2 separate regions of the Hordeum vulgare genome follow, and region 1 is linked to region 2. Evidence: chromatin contacts called from public Hi-C data. All regions are on one chromosome and are shown on one strand. Each heading gives the region's core, a stretch centred on a gene start, on an enhancer-like site or on the middle of the called end of the contact. The rest is flanking DNA. Distances are from core to core; before and after follow the strand shown.

What was found. A called contact is a pair of places that touch in the nucleus more often than the background predicts.
Region 1: a contact with region 2 is called in a Hi-C map of leaf, with 6 times the contacts expected there. The contact joins the promoter of LOC123444818 here to the enhancer-like site in region 2. A contact is called at or near these places in 2 of 6 Hi-C or Micro-C datasets (leaf and seedling).

What each region holds. Positions count from the first base shown.
Region 1 is chr3H:539,557,580-539,564,022 of MorexV3_pseudomolecules_assembly, forward strand. LOC123444818 (uricase) reads left to right here and starts at 2,959. Exons shown (of 8, transcript XM_045121670.1): 1 at 2,959-3,361; 2 at 3,468-3,560; 3 at 3,667-3,742; 4 at 5,421-5,530. The coding sequence starts at 3,161. LOC123444816 reads right to left here. Exons shown (of 2, transcript XR_006631029.1): 2 at 5,708-6,094.
Region 2 is chr3H:538,973,175-538,979,721 of MorexV3_pseudomolecules_assembly, forward strand. No RefSeq gene overlaps it. Among protein-coding and RNA genes, the nearest start is that of LOC123440479, 50 kb to the left of the region's middle. Within about 2 kb of position 4,812, at least 1 of the 3 cell types and tissues checked has open chromatin away from gene starts, as enhancers often do. A contact at or near this core is called in leaf, where this site is marked.

The sequences.
Region 1 (6,443 bases), core at 1,709-4,208, 580 kb after region 2:
ATCCATAGAAGTAAATTTTAGAAGTGAGCATATGTAATCATTTACAGAAGTAGATGTATCAAGCAACATGTTCATTCACAGAACCAAATAATTGATCAACCCACCTGCCTCAAACGCAAAAGCTGCAAGATCTTCTTGGTCTTCAGGTGCATAGCATTGATACCGAGGTGAAACGTTACAGAAAATTAGCTTAAACACATGTCCACACAAACCCAAATGAATGTAGATAGCAAGGAGCAAATGACCGTGATCCCTTTTCCACAGATACGGACGACAAACAACAGCTTTGCCTCAGGACTGACATAGAACACACCCTTCATCCGGGCCTCACGCTTAAGTTGCACCAACTCCTTGTCCTGCTCCCAATACCCAGATTAGCATATTGAGTTGTTCACAGTATTCGTTCATTACTAAGAGCATGTTTACCAATTATTCCATCAGATAGAAACACCAACATGTCAATGATCAATCGGGCTAGATTAGAGCTATGTGGTAGTAGCACTTATGTCGAACTACATCAGAACAAACTGAATCTGAAGGATTTATACAAAACTAACGCGACTCTACACAGATATCAAGATGACTCGTAGTAATGCACAACACAAAAGCATACAAAAATGGACCGGTATGAACAAATCTTGCATATAGAACTGCTAAACTCCAAACACTCCTTCCCTATCAATCGAAGACAAGAAAATGAGTAGTTGATAAAGTCCAAATTCGACTCGGCACCGCCCCAAAACCTAATCAGTGGAACTACCGCAAATCTTTGTAACTCCAGAACACAATCCACAACCATGAACGAGCAAGGGGCATTGGATCGAGCAAGACATGAGAAGCGATCTGACCTGAGCCTCGTACTCACGCCGGTGACCATCCGCCTCACCTCGGATTCGCCTGCCCCATGCCTCGCCGGAGCGTCGCGCCGCCGGTGGCAGCGTCGCGAGCACCTGCAGCCCCGAGCATGGTCGATCCCGTCGGCCTCCCTTACTGCTTTAGGTGGAGATGGGGAGATGGGGTGGCAGCATGTGGCGGGGTAGGACGACGCGCTGGAGGTGGAGATGGGGTGGTGGCATGCGGCGGGGCGGGGTAATACTCACAAGCTATTGAATGTGAATTATACATGTGTGGGTAATGTAAATATATTGGTGTTAAGTTTGTGAAGCTGATCTATACTGGCCAAAATTAGGCATTTCTCCTATGTTTCTATCTGAAGCTGGGCCATCTTACTTTCGATGGGTACCACTTTACCTGGTTGCTGTTAAGAACTTGCTGTCGAGGGGTTCATGCATCTTTTGTTGGTGGGTAGTTAACCTCTGACCAGGTGTGTCAACTTATTTAATTTGATGGCATGTATACTGATTTGAGAGGGAAACAGTTGTGAGCTGAAGTTAATATCTTAAATGTTTATCTTAGCACCTGTTTATAGGGAATGAAGATCTGCCATCTTAGATCCTAATGGTGAACGAAATTGTGTACTACAACTTGTAATGTCATAATAAGCATAACCAAGGGTTTAGAATAATTATTTGTGTTTTTGTCCACTCAATTTATTTTAAATAGTGGTATCTGCAATTTCACAATACAGACATGCTCGTTGTATTAGTGTTGCAAGCTTGAATGCATAGTTGATGAGTATCGAGAAGGGAGTTATGTAGAGGGCCAAGCGTGAAACTACACCCAGTCTGATCATGATATTGATGTGAAATTTTGGATTGACTATTAATTAAACTCTGAAAGACTATCTTATGGTTATCTGATGTTTATAAATCCCTTGTGGTTATTCTTGCAGGACCTGTACAGAAGCATACTAAAAGATGTAGGAACCTCAGCAGACAATAAGTTCACATCAATTGCCCTTACCAACTTCATCGTTTGAGCCGCCGCCGGATGTACCACTCTGGTGATCATTTACCCACTGGACATAGCTCATACCCGCCTTGCAGCCGACATTGGCCAAACAGACGCCCGCCAGTTCAAGGGCATTCGACACTTCATCCAAACCATCTACAAGAAGAACGGCATCCGCGACATCTACAGAGGGCTACCGGCGTCGCTCCATGGGATGTTGCCGGCGACCATCCGCCTCGCCTCGGATTCGCCTGCCCCATGCCTCGTCGGAGCGTCGCGTCGCCAGTGGCAGCGTCGCGAGCACCTGCAGCCCCGAGCATGGTCGATCTCGTCGGCCTCCCTTACTGCTTCAGGTGGAGATGGGGAGATGGGGTGGCAGCATGTGGCGGGGTAGGACGACACGCTGGAGGTGGAGATGGGGTGGAGGCATGCGGCGGGGCGGGGTGGCCCGGGACAGCGCTGACGCATTGGAGGTGGAGATGGGGTGGAGGCGTGCGGCGAGGCGGGGCGGCCCGGGACGGCGCGCTAGAGGTGATGATGGGGTGGCGGCGTGCTGCGGGGCGGGGCGGCCCGGGACGAAGCGCTGGAGGTGAAGGAGAGCTGCGAGCGACGCACCGGGTCGCGTGGGAGTGGATAAGAGGAAGGGATGACCATGTACATCGGGACTGTGGGTTGAATACATAAAAAGGCAGGGACCTTTCTGTAAAAAAGTCACGACGGGTTTTTCGACAGAAGCGGTAGCCGCTTTATGATTTATTATAGTTATTTTCCGTGTGTCACTCCTTTTTCTTTTAACAGAGTGTCACTGTTCTCTGCTGCATCGTTTCAGTGGGCTGCAGCTGCTATACCGAAACAGCGTGCAAGCAGCGGTTTGTTCACGTGTGTACCAGGCCACTTGGCGCAGTCCCCCACCGATTTGGCGCCAAGTGTGCCATCTGTATTCCCATTTGTATCTGGGCAATAAACGCATTTCTTATTTAGGTATTTGGGCAAGATACACGCGAAGCAACGTGGACCGGGCCATAAATGACGAAGCGGCCCATAGCACAGCATAACGGTGTGAGAGACGGACGTATCGGTTCGACTTCGATCCCCTCCGAGGTGCCTACGAGCGAGAGTGACATCGCGACGGGCATCTCGCTGGCCGACTGCGCGCGGTCCCCACATCCCCTCCGTCTCCGTCTCCGTCTCCCTCTCCCTCTACAAAAGAAGCAGTAGCACTCCCGTGCGCGTCACTTCCGCCAGCGACACACGCATCCGCATCCGCATCGGGCTTTCACCCCCAGTGCTGCAGATCGGATCCCCATCCATGGCGGGGCGCTTCGACCTCCAGGGCAGGCACGGCAAGTCCCGCGTCCGGGTCTCCCGCGTGTGGCGCCGCCCCGCCGAGGCCGGCGGCCACCTCTTCGTCGAGTGGAGCGTCGCCGTCAGCGTCGTCTCCGACTGCCTCCCCTCCTACACCTCCGACGACAACTCCGCAATCGTCGCCACCGACTCCATCAAGAACACCGTGCGCCCCCCTTCCTCTCCGTTCCCTTCTCCCTGCCCGGCGGTGCTCCCCGGTCAGTCCCGGCCCTGGTCCCTTGATCCGCTGCGCCTTTTGCTTGCTTGATCAGGTGTATGTGAAGGCCAAGGAGTGCACGGAGGTGGTGTCCATGGAGGAATTCGCGGTCATCCTCGGCAGGCATTTCACCTCCCTGTACCCGCAGGTACGGAGTGGTGGGGATGGGAGTTTTTCCCGGCCATTTATGGTGTGTTCTACTGTATAAAAACGCTGGAACCCGGCCATTTATGAAAGTGTTCTTGTTCGAGCAGGTGTCGGAGGCTACAGTGACGATCGTGGAGCGCCCATGGGAGCGTGTGGCTGTGGACGGGAAGCCCCATTCGCATGGTGAGGAGAGTTTTCTCGCTTACTCTTTTTGTTTACTTGTGCCGTAGTAAGGAGTAGGGCCTTTTGGAGCTCGGCCTCCATGGAGCCCGTTTCTTTTTAAAAAAATAAAAATTCAAATTTTCCGGTTTCAATCTGAGAAAAGATATGCAATTATACAAGGATGAAATGTATATGTGTGCAAAAATTGAGGATGAAATGCCTTGAGATGCGATTTGTGCAAAAGAAATAAATTCATGGACTTTTGGGATGAATAGTATCATGTGTTAAAAAATTATAGATTTGTCTTTTTTGCACAACCCTCGTTTCGACGTATTTCGTCCTGAAAATTTACAAACATCTGTGTTCTGCCTTCATGTATATCTACACTTTTTTTCAGATTTCTTTTAAAATATAAAATATGAATTTTGATGAATTTTGGTGGCCTCCATGGAGGCCGAGCTCCAAACAGCATTTTCGCGTAGTAAGTAAAGTGTGCCTTTATGAAGCCACAGTAAGTTCCATTCAAATGGCAGCCAAGTCAGGAGGGCCAAACCCCCAGCTTTACTTAACAATACGGGAGTACATTACAGACTTTCCAATTAGTGGCTGGGTATGTAAAAGCAGAGATAAGATGCTAGTGACTGCACATCCCCGAATGGCTAAACTTGATTACGATCTATATGAAAGAAGTAGCATAAAACAATGTGACAAATGCTCCATCCTCAAGTCTTGTTTCAGTGGTCAACTGCCATTAAAGTTCTAAAGGAAGTGCTGATCCGCCTCTTTTTGTAGATCAGCACAGTATTGGATCCATGTGCAAATTGGCTGAATTGCAGCTGTTCTAGGCCATTAGGATTTATGATGTGTTTCTTCCACATTTCTGAACACCCTGTCGGTCATTATGAACAGTTTTTAGCTACACAGTCTATGCATTGAAAGACATTGTAAAGATCAACAAGCAGTAGCAGTTGAAGTAAAGCTAGAGAAAAGGGATGCATACTGAAAGCCTTTGGCAATGTATATTTATCAACAACTCAGCCAACCAGGTAGAATATGTTGGCAAGTGCCAACAAACATCATGTTGCTTTTATCTAGCATGAGGATGCACAATCATCATTTAACTGTTTTTTACCAAACATATACTACTTAATACTTAATCGGCAAATGAATATTTAAGTAGTGTAATGCACAAATTTGCATGTTGTTTGGAATCCCTCTTCTAACTAGTGAAATGTATTTCATTATTATTAGAGAACAAAACCAAATGGGACTTAACCAATAAGTTAAATACCAGAGCCACTCATCTTTAGTCATATAGTTACTATTGGCCAATAATAATTTTCCTATTGAGCTCTCAAATAATTTCACATCATTATCATTGCGGTTGCAAGTTGAATAGTGCGGTGCATAAACAGTACCCTTACCTGTATCTCTTCCATTTTCTCCTTAAAACTTAGATTCCTGGTAGATCCACTGATAGTCAAAAAGGAGGATTATGATAATCGAGCAGACTGTTTCTCATCAACTACTTGCTGATTTTTGTTTTGTTTTGACAAATAACTTTCTCACATTTATTATGGTAAATATTCACATTTAGATAGCTTCTATTGCAAAATGCGATGCTAAAGGAAAACAATCCCTCCCTGACGAGTTATTTGAGAGTTATCTGATATAACTTATGCAATGGACTCCTTTGCAGGGTTCAAACTTGGTTCTGAAAAGCACACCACTGAGGTCACTGTGAAGAAGTCTGGAAGCCTGCTTATAAATTCTGGGATACAAGGATACTCCTTGCTAAAGACAACTCAGGTGTTTATTTCACTTATTTGTCTTGGTCCTTATGCCACCATTCACAAAGAAATGCATTTCTGCATATTTCTCGAACTCTGGTTGAGTTTGCTAGTTGCAGTACATAGTTGAATAAGTTATGAGTTCTGATATGATAGAGATTTATAGGAGATTATTAACTAGGAAGATATATATTTCTTTTTGAACGAAAGGGGTTTCCCCCCCTACCCCACTTTTTATAAATGGAGCAGAAAAAGCCCATAAACCAGCTACACAACAGTTAACACATCAACCGAAAATAACCACAGGCAGACCCCAACAAAGGAAGCTGTCCTGGAAAGTGCAAAGTAATCTACATTTATTACAAGCCAAGATAAACTACCAAGGGAGAAAAGAAACTAAGGATAAGGATAGGTCTTCAGATCATCGCCAAGCAATCCTCAGGATCTCCCCCCGACGCTTGTCCAGCAGACGAATGAACTGCTTCAGTTCGGTTTGCTGAGCAGCGCCACAAAGAACTTCCCATCGAAGCAAAATCCCTCTTAACTTGACAATTTTGCAGTCCAGACTTCTCCATTTGCGCCCCTGGAAACAGAATTCATTTCTTAATTTCTATATACTCCACAAGGAGGCCGCAATTACCAAGTTAAGAACAGGCTTTTGTTTATTAACTTTCCAAAAGGAAGCAACCTCACTAATGCAACTTATTCTGCAAATCTTAAAGAAATCAGATATAATATCCCAAATCAGGTTACAGTTCACACATTCAAAAAATAAATGCTGGATGGATTCATCTTCACTACAAAATAGGCAAGACTTATCCTCAATTGTTTTCCTTTTAGCCACATTATCTCTAGTCAAGGATTTGTTATATAAACACAACAACAAAAACACATGTATTTTCTGAGGACACAAAGTTTTCCATAAAGAGTCT
Region 2 (6,547 bases), core at 3,562-6,061:
GAAGATCTACCCCGAATGAGGCTGGTGCTTCGCGGACGTAAGCTGTAATGGCATATACATCTTTGTTTGTTCATGGACCCTTCATGGGTGGAGCCCTCCGAGGACTAGCACAACCATTACACTCTATGGGGTGCAGTATCCATCCATATACATGTATGATAGCACCATCTACCGGAACCATGCCAAAAATCTCCGTGGCTTCAATGTGTTAGATCTTCCTTACCCTCATTTACTTACACTCGTAATGTCATTACTTCCCACCGCTATACTTGTAAACTTGCATCTGTAGGGTGTGCTAGACTTGGTAAAAATTGCTAAAACTTTCCAATCGATAAAATTGGAAAAATGTTAAGTTTTAATTTGGTCAAGTAGTTTAATCACTCCCCACCTAGACATACTTTTGATCCTACACGACCGAGGGTGGTGCCCGCTACACGCTTGACTAAAACGCCTCCTTGCCGCATTATAACACCTCCATTAAATATGCACATGTGTTCAGAAACCTACTCCGGCCACATGTACGAATGTGAGCCGGCCGTTATTAAACTACATTGGGCAAGCTCCTGGCGCCCGCTCGCTATTTAAAGGAGGCCAAACGGCAAGCAAGAATCACACCACTCTTCCGCGCCCCATCTCCTCATTCCACCATTTTCTCCATCCTTTTGATGGTATCCAACTAGAAAAGAAGAGCAGTTCTCTGGCATAAAAGCCGGTTAGGTGGCGTGCCGAGCCCGCCGGGTGTGAGACATGCAACTCGCGGCTCCTCCTGAATCCTCCTCTCTCGCTCACGCACGTTCCTGCCTGGCGCCAGCTATCTGCATTTATGCCGCTGTGGAGCGGCTGCTCCACACTGAAGTCAACCCTAAGTGAATGTGACATCTCGCTCGCTCCGTCAATGAAGAAGCATGCCAACTGAGGGTGGCGCCCGTTGCACGCTTGATTGAACACGCCTCCTTGCCGCATTCAAATGCTTCCATTAAACCCATGCGTGTGTTCAGAAACCTACTCCGACCACATGTTCGATCACTTGCAGCTGGTATTAAACACAATGTTGGGTAAGCTCCTCGCGATCGCTCGCTATTTAAAGGAGGTAAAACGGCGGGCAAGAATAGCACCACTCTTCTGCTCCCCATCTCCTCCTTCCACCATTTTCTCCATCCTTTTGATGGCATCCTACGAGAAGGAAGAACGATTCTTCGGCATAAAACTCAGTTGGGTGGCTCACCAAGCCCGTCGGATATGAGCCAAGAAACTCGCGACTTCACCTCCCTCGCCTAGCCCGACAGAAAAAGTTGCCGCTCTACGCTGGCGCGTGCTTCACCAACTCACCGCTCCAAGCCAACTCTTGGAGGAGTTACGGGTTGCTCCACACACACACAAAGGAGCATGACGCAACGGGGCATCGTGACTGCCATGGACGAGGCGAGACGTTGTGCCATGTGCCGTCAACATTGGCGGATGCGCTCGGTCGATGGGGAAAGAAATCGGGCACGCAAAGATCGACAAAACGGTGGATGTTCGATGTTGCTGATCCATTGGTTTTTCCTTTCAAGTGTAAAGGGTGATATAGCACAGCGACGGCAAGAATTCCCTTAGTTTGGAACCAAGGTATCGAGCCAGTAGGAAGATCCACAAGACCATGTAAGCAGTACCTGCACATAAACAACAAATCCTCGCAACAAAACGCATGTAGTGGTTGTTAATCCCTCGTGGGTAAGATAAAATGGTAAAATAGATAGATTGATAGATGCAAATAAAGTAACGGCAAATAAAATGCAGAAAGGTGTTTTAGGGTTTTTGATAATATAGATCCAAAAATAAAAGAGAAAATAAATTGGAAACGTGAATAGAAAAATAGATAGATGATGAGAATTAGACCAGGGCGGCGTAGGTTTCACTAGTGGCTTCTCCCAAGAAAATAGCATACGGTGGGTAAACAAATTACTATTGGAAAATTAATAGAAGAACGAATAATTATGACGATATCCAAGACAATGATCATGTATATAGGCATCACGTCCAAGACAAGTAGACTGACTCCTGTCTGCATCTACTACTATTACTCCACACATCGACCGCTATCCAGCATGCATCTAGTGTATTAAGTTCATGAAAAAATGGAGTGACGCTTTAAGAATGATGACATGATGTAGACAAGATCTATTCATGTAGGAATAGACCCCATCGTTTTATCCTTAATAGCAACGATACATGCGTGTCATGTCTCCTTCTGTCACTGAGATTGAACACCGCAAGATCGAATCCATCACAAAGCACCTCTTTCCATTGCAAGATGAAAAGATCAAGTTGCCCAAACAAAACCCAAATATGGAAGAAGAAATACGAGACAATAATAATCAAGTATGGATATAATTTCATAGATCTGATCATAAACTCATATTTCATCGGATCCCAACAAACACACCACGAGAGAAAGAGTTACATCAAATAGATTTTCAAGAGTCCATTGTATTGAGAAGCAAAATGAGATACAAAGCCATCTAGCTATTACCTACGGACCCGTAGGTCTGATATGAACTACTCACGCATCATCGGAGGAGCACTAATGAGGATGATAAACCCCTCCGTGATCGGGTTCCCCTCCGACAAGGTGCCGGAAAGGGATCTAGATTGGACCTCGTGGCTTCTGGAACTTGCGACGGCTGAAACGATTTTTCGCCGACTCCTCTAGGGTTTCTGGAATATCTGGGTATTTATGGAGTCAAGAGACGGTGGAGGAGGTGCCCGAGGCCCCCACTACCCACCAGGGCGCGCGAGGGGCCCAAGGCGTGCCCTGGTGCCTAGTGGGCCACCCTGGCCTCCCCTGGTGAGCTTCCTTGGTTCTCACTTTTCCTTCTGGTTCAAACAAATCTCCCAAAAGTTTTGTAGCATTTGGACTTCATCTGATATTGATTTTCTGTGACGGAAAAAAACAAGTAAAAAATAGCAATTGGCACCGGGCACTATGTCAATAGGTTAGTTCCAAAAATTATATAAAGTTGCTATAAAATAATTGTAAAACATTCAAGAATGATAATATAACAACATGGAACAATCAAAAATTATAGATACGTTGAAGATGTATCATTGGGTAGCACGTCCACATCCGCTGCCAACATTGAGGGAAAGTAAAACATGGGAGACATGTGTCGCTTTGGTCCGAGGAAGGCTACTGTCGACGCGTCGCCGGCGTGCGCAGCCGGTGACTTGCTCGGCTCAACGCAAAGCATCGTGGAACCACACATCGGCTTCATGGAAACAAAGTAGGCACGCTTCCTCTTCAGGTGAAGCACCCCCTTTCCCACTTCAATGAGCGGCGCAGCTGGACATAGGGAAGATACAAGGGAAGAATATGTCTCTGGGGCCCTCGCGGTTTGATGAGAGGGCTGCCGGACATGGAAAAGACAAAGGGATCAACTGTGGCTGACCGTAGACTAGTATATTGTATCTATGTCATAGGAGTGGGGTTTTACGCGGCCAGACGTGCACATAATTTTATGTTTTTTAGTTAAAATATATTTAAAATGTAAATATTTTCGTTCGGTTTATATGAAACCCATTTTGTATGCAAGAATTTCGTTTGGTTAATTTAGTTAGTTGTTGATTGGTTGGCGGTGTATCCATGGAAAAATGCCAAAGAAAATTTATAAGTCATCGTTGAAGATGACGTAATTAGCATACTAGCCGCACAGAGAGCTTCCATAGAAATCTCTGCCAGCTTATAAAAAGGGTGCACTTGCGTGCTGCACAAATTGAAGATGGAGGAAGAAAAAACTTTTTGGATGAAAGAACTGTACGTAATGTACGTACTTAGTCCTAGAGCTGCATTGACCAGGGCAGATCGAATACACAAGCCGGCCCAAGGAGCGCACTGATCACCGCGCTGCGCTGCCCGTGCGTGCAATATTCTGCAGGGTCAACGGCTGAGCCTCGCGACGGGTCCGGCGGCCATGGATCGCGTGAGAGGCTCGTCGGTCGATATACTCGGCTACATGCACGCCCGCCCCTCGTTGCGTCGTCTCTGTCCAAGACACAGCATGGATGCAATGATCAACCTTGGGATCAGGCCACCGAATTCAGGGGGCCTCCGGCCGCCGGACCGATGCGCGCACCCCGCGCACATGGTCCCTCGATGCTCGCACCGTAGGCTGGCCCATGATCCGAGGAGCGCGATCGATGATGCTTCGATCCGGTGCTCATCGTCACGTACCGGCCGGTGCTGCAAGTCAGAAGAATTCCGCTCGAACGCCGCACACAAATCGCTGCGTTCGTCCTCCGTGCGTGCGTGCAAGCCTGTCGTTAGTTACGTGGGTTAGTTTAGGTTAATCACGATTCCCGTGGGGGCTCGCTGCTCGCATCTGAACTTCTGAATTAGAATTTGGGTGTAAGCTTGCACCTTCCAGTCAAATACTATTTTTGTGTGAGATTGCAACTTCCGGTGAAAGGAATTGTGCAAAGTTATTATCATCTGTCGCAGCAGTTTATCAAGTTTTCAGTGCAGTAAAGGTCACAGCATGCATAAGCTTGTTTATGTTCATCCCAGTGCCTTGGACAAATTTCTCGTCAGACAAAATATGCATGATATATGGTGGTCGACGAACTAAGAATGAGTTTTGAGTTGATGCCTCTTGTTACTAGGAGTGTTTACTAGTTTAGTTCATATTGCACCTGCAGTCAACCCTGCCCTTTTCAACTCCGAGAATGAGTATGAATTGATACCTCGGCAAGAGTAGCCACGGGCACGATCGATGCACGCCTTCCAAAATGGCATCGATCGAGACGCAGCCATTGCTGGTCCACACGTATACACGGAGCCTTATCCTTTCGCAGCACGGCAAACTGTAATGACACCATACACCTCTCATTGCGAATACATTATAGTAGTATGCATCTTGAAAAGTTGACTAAACCCATGAATCCATGATCATAAGAGCAACTCCAACTGACCCATTTCGTCCGCTACGATCTTTTTGCATCACCGCACACAAAAGTAAAGGCCTAATACGTCGATCCATTTCTAAAACGCATTCGTTATTCATTCATGATGACTCATTTCGGGTTTAAATTTAAAGTTAAAATGCGTCGGTGCGGATGATGCGGGCCTTCTCATGTCCACGCCCGTCAACATGTGACACCCGGTCAAAACCATCATCGTCTTATTAATGACGACCATCTACCACGGATCCACGCGTCACCCATCCCCGGACGTCTTTTTTTAATTCGAACGTGAAAGGGGGAGGGGGTCATCCTCTTCCAGAATTTCAGAATACAAAACAAATCACTCGTCCGTTTTTATCGCGCAATTGGAGTTGCTCTAAACAACTCCCTAGGTATTTTGCCTTGCCTATAATCGGCCGGGAGACACGGTAAATAATACGTAGGATCAGAACATAGCACAACAATTTCAGTAAGTACGCAGTAGTATCGATGACTACCTTCGCCAACAGAAAAGTAGTGTCCATGAAGATATTGTTGGATCAATCGATGTTACTTTGCATGATTTCAGTTAGTTTGGATGGTTTGCTTGCTAGGATAGCTCACCTTCGAGTGATCTATAAGGCTGTCTTTGACCGGCTGGATTCGATTAATAGTCGGTCCTTCGTTGCCGACAATTTGAAGACCGAGATCAGTTGGGCCTTTAGCCCCCTGTAGCTGCGTGAGAAAAACAGAATGAGGGCTGATTTGCGGCTTCACATATATCTCAACTACTAAAACTGCTAGTATAATGGCATGCGTTGTTACGGATCATGTATATATTTGGCCCAATTGCAGACATAATCATAGTGCATGTCAAAATTTGCATGCATAAAAGTTATATCATGTACTCTAATGATCCAAGTAATTGTCTCTTACAAACTAAGATCTATTTGATGTGTTTAAGATATTTTTATACAATGTGAAGAATATTGTCTTGAGCTTCATTGCATCACACAATGTGAGCCGCACCCTCATTTTGGTGAGTTGTAAATTATAGGCTATCTATAGATCATTTGATTGGTGTTTTTTTCTAGAAATGACTTGTTATGTTATGTGGCATTGATGTCAACATATAGAAGCTTCTCATTTCTACTTTTCTTATGGGAAAAAACCAGCCATTCCTTTCACTCATGCACCACTCAACCGTCTTCTACTCTGCCCGCACAACCAACCAGCCATCGATTTTCGCTGCATCTCATCTCCCTGCCACAATGTTGTCCTCGCCATCTCTCCCACGCACTTCCCCTCCATGCCATGGCGTAGCTCGCGCACTCGTTTCCCCACCACCTCCCCTCTCATTCATGGTGTCGCCAGCCCCCTCCTCTCCCTGCCACTATATGGCCTGCCTCCTTCTCCTCCTAACAACTTCTCGCGCCGCCACCTCGGCACCGAGAGCTTGCCCACTGGTCTAGAAACATGGGTAGCTAGATCCACCAGGAAGGTGCAAAAGGGACCACAAACCTCGATTAGTTCTAGCCATAGAGCTGACCCGTTCATATGTGGGTTCGACAACCTGATGCACAGTGGTGTGGCACTACGAATTGGGATATACCTTCATGTTCGAGGCTGC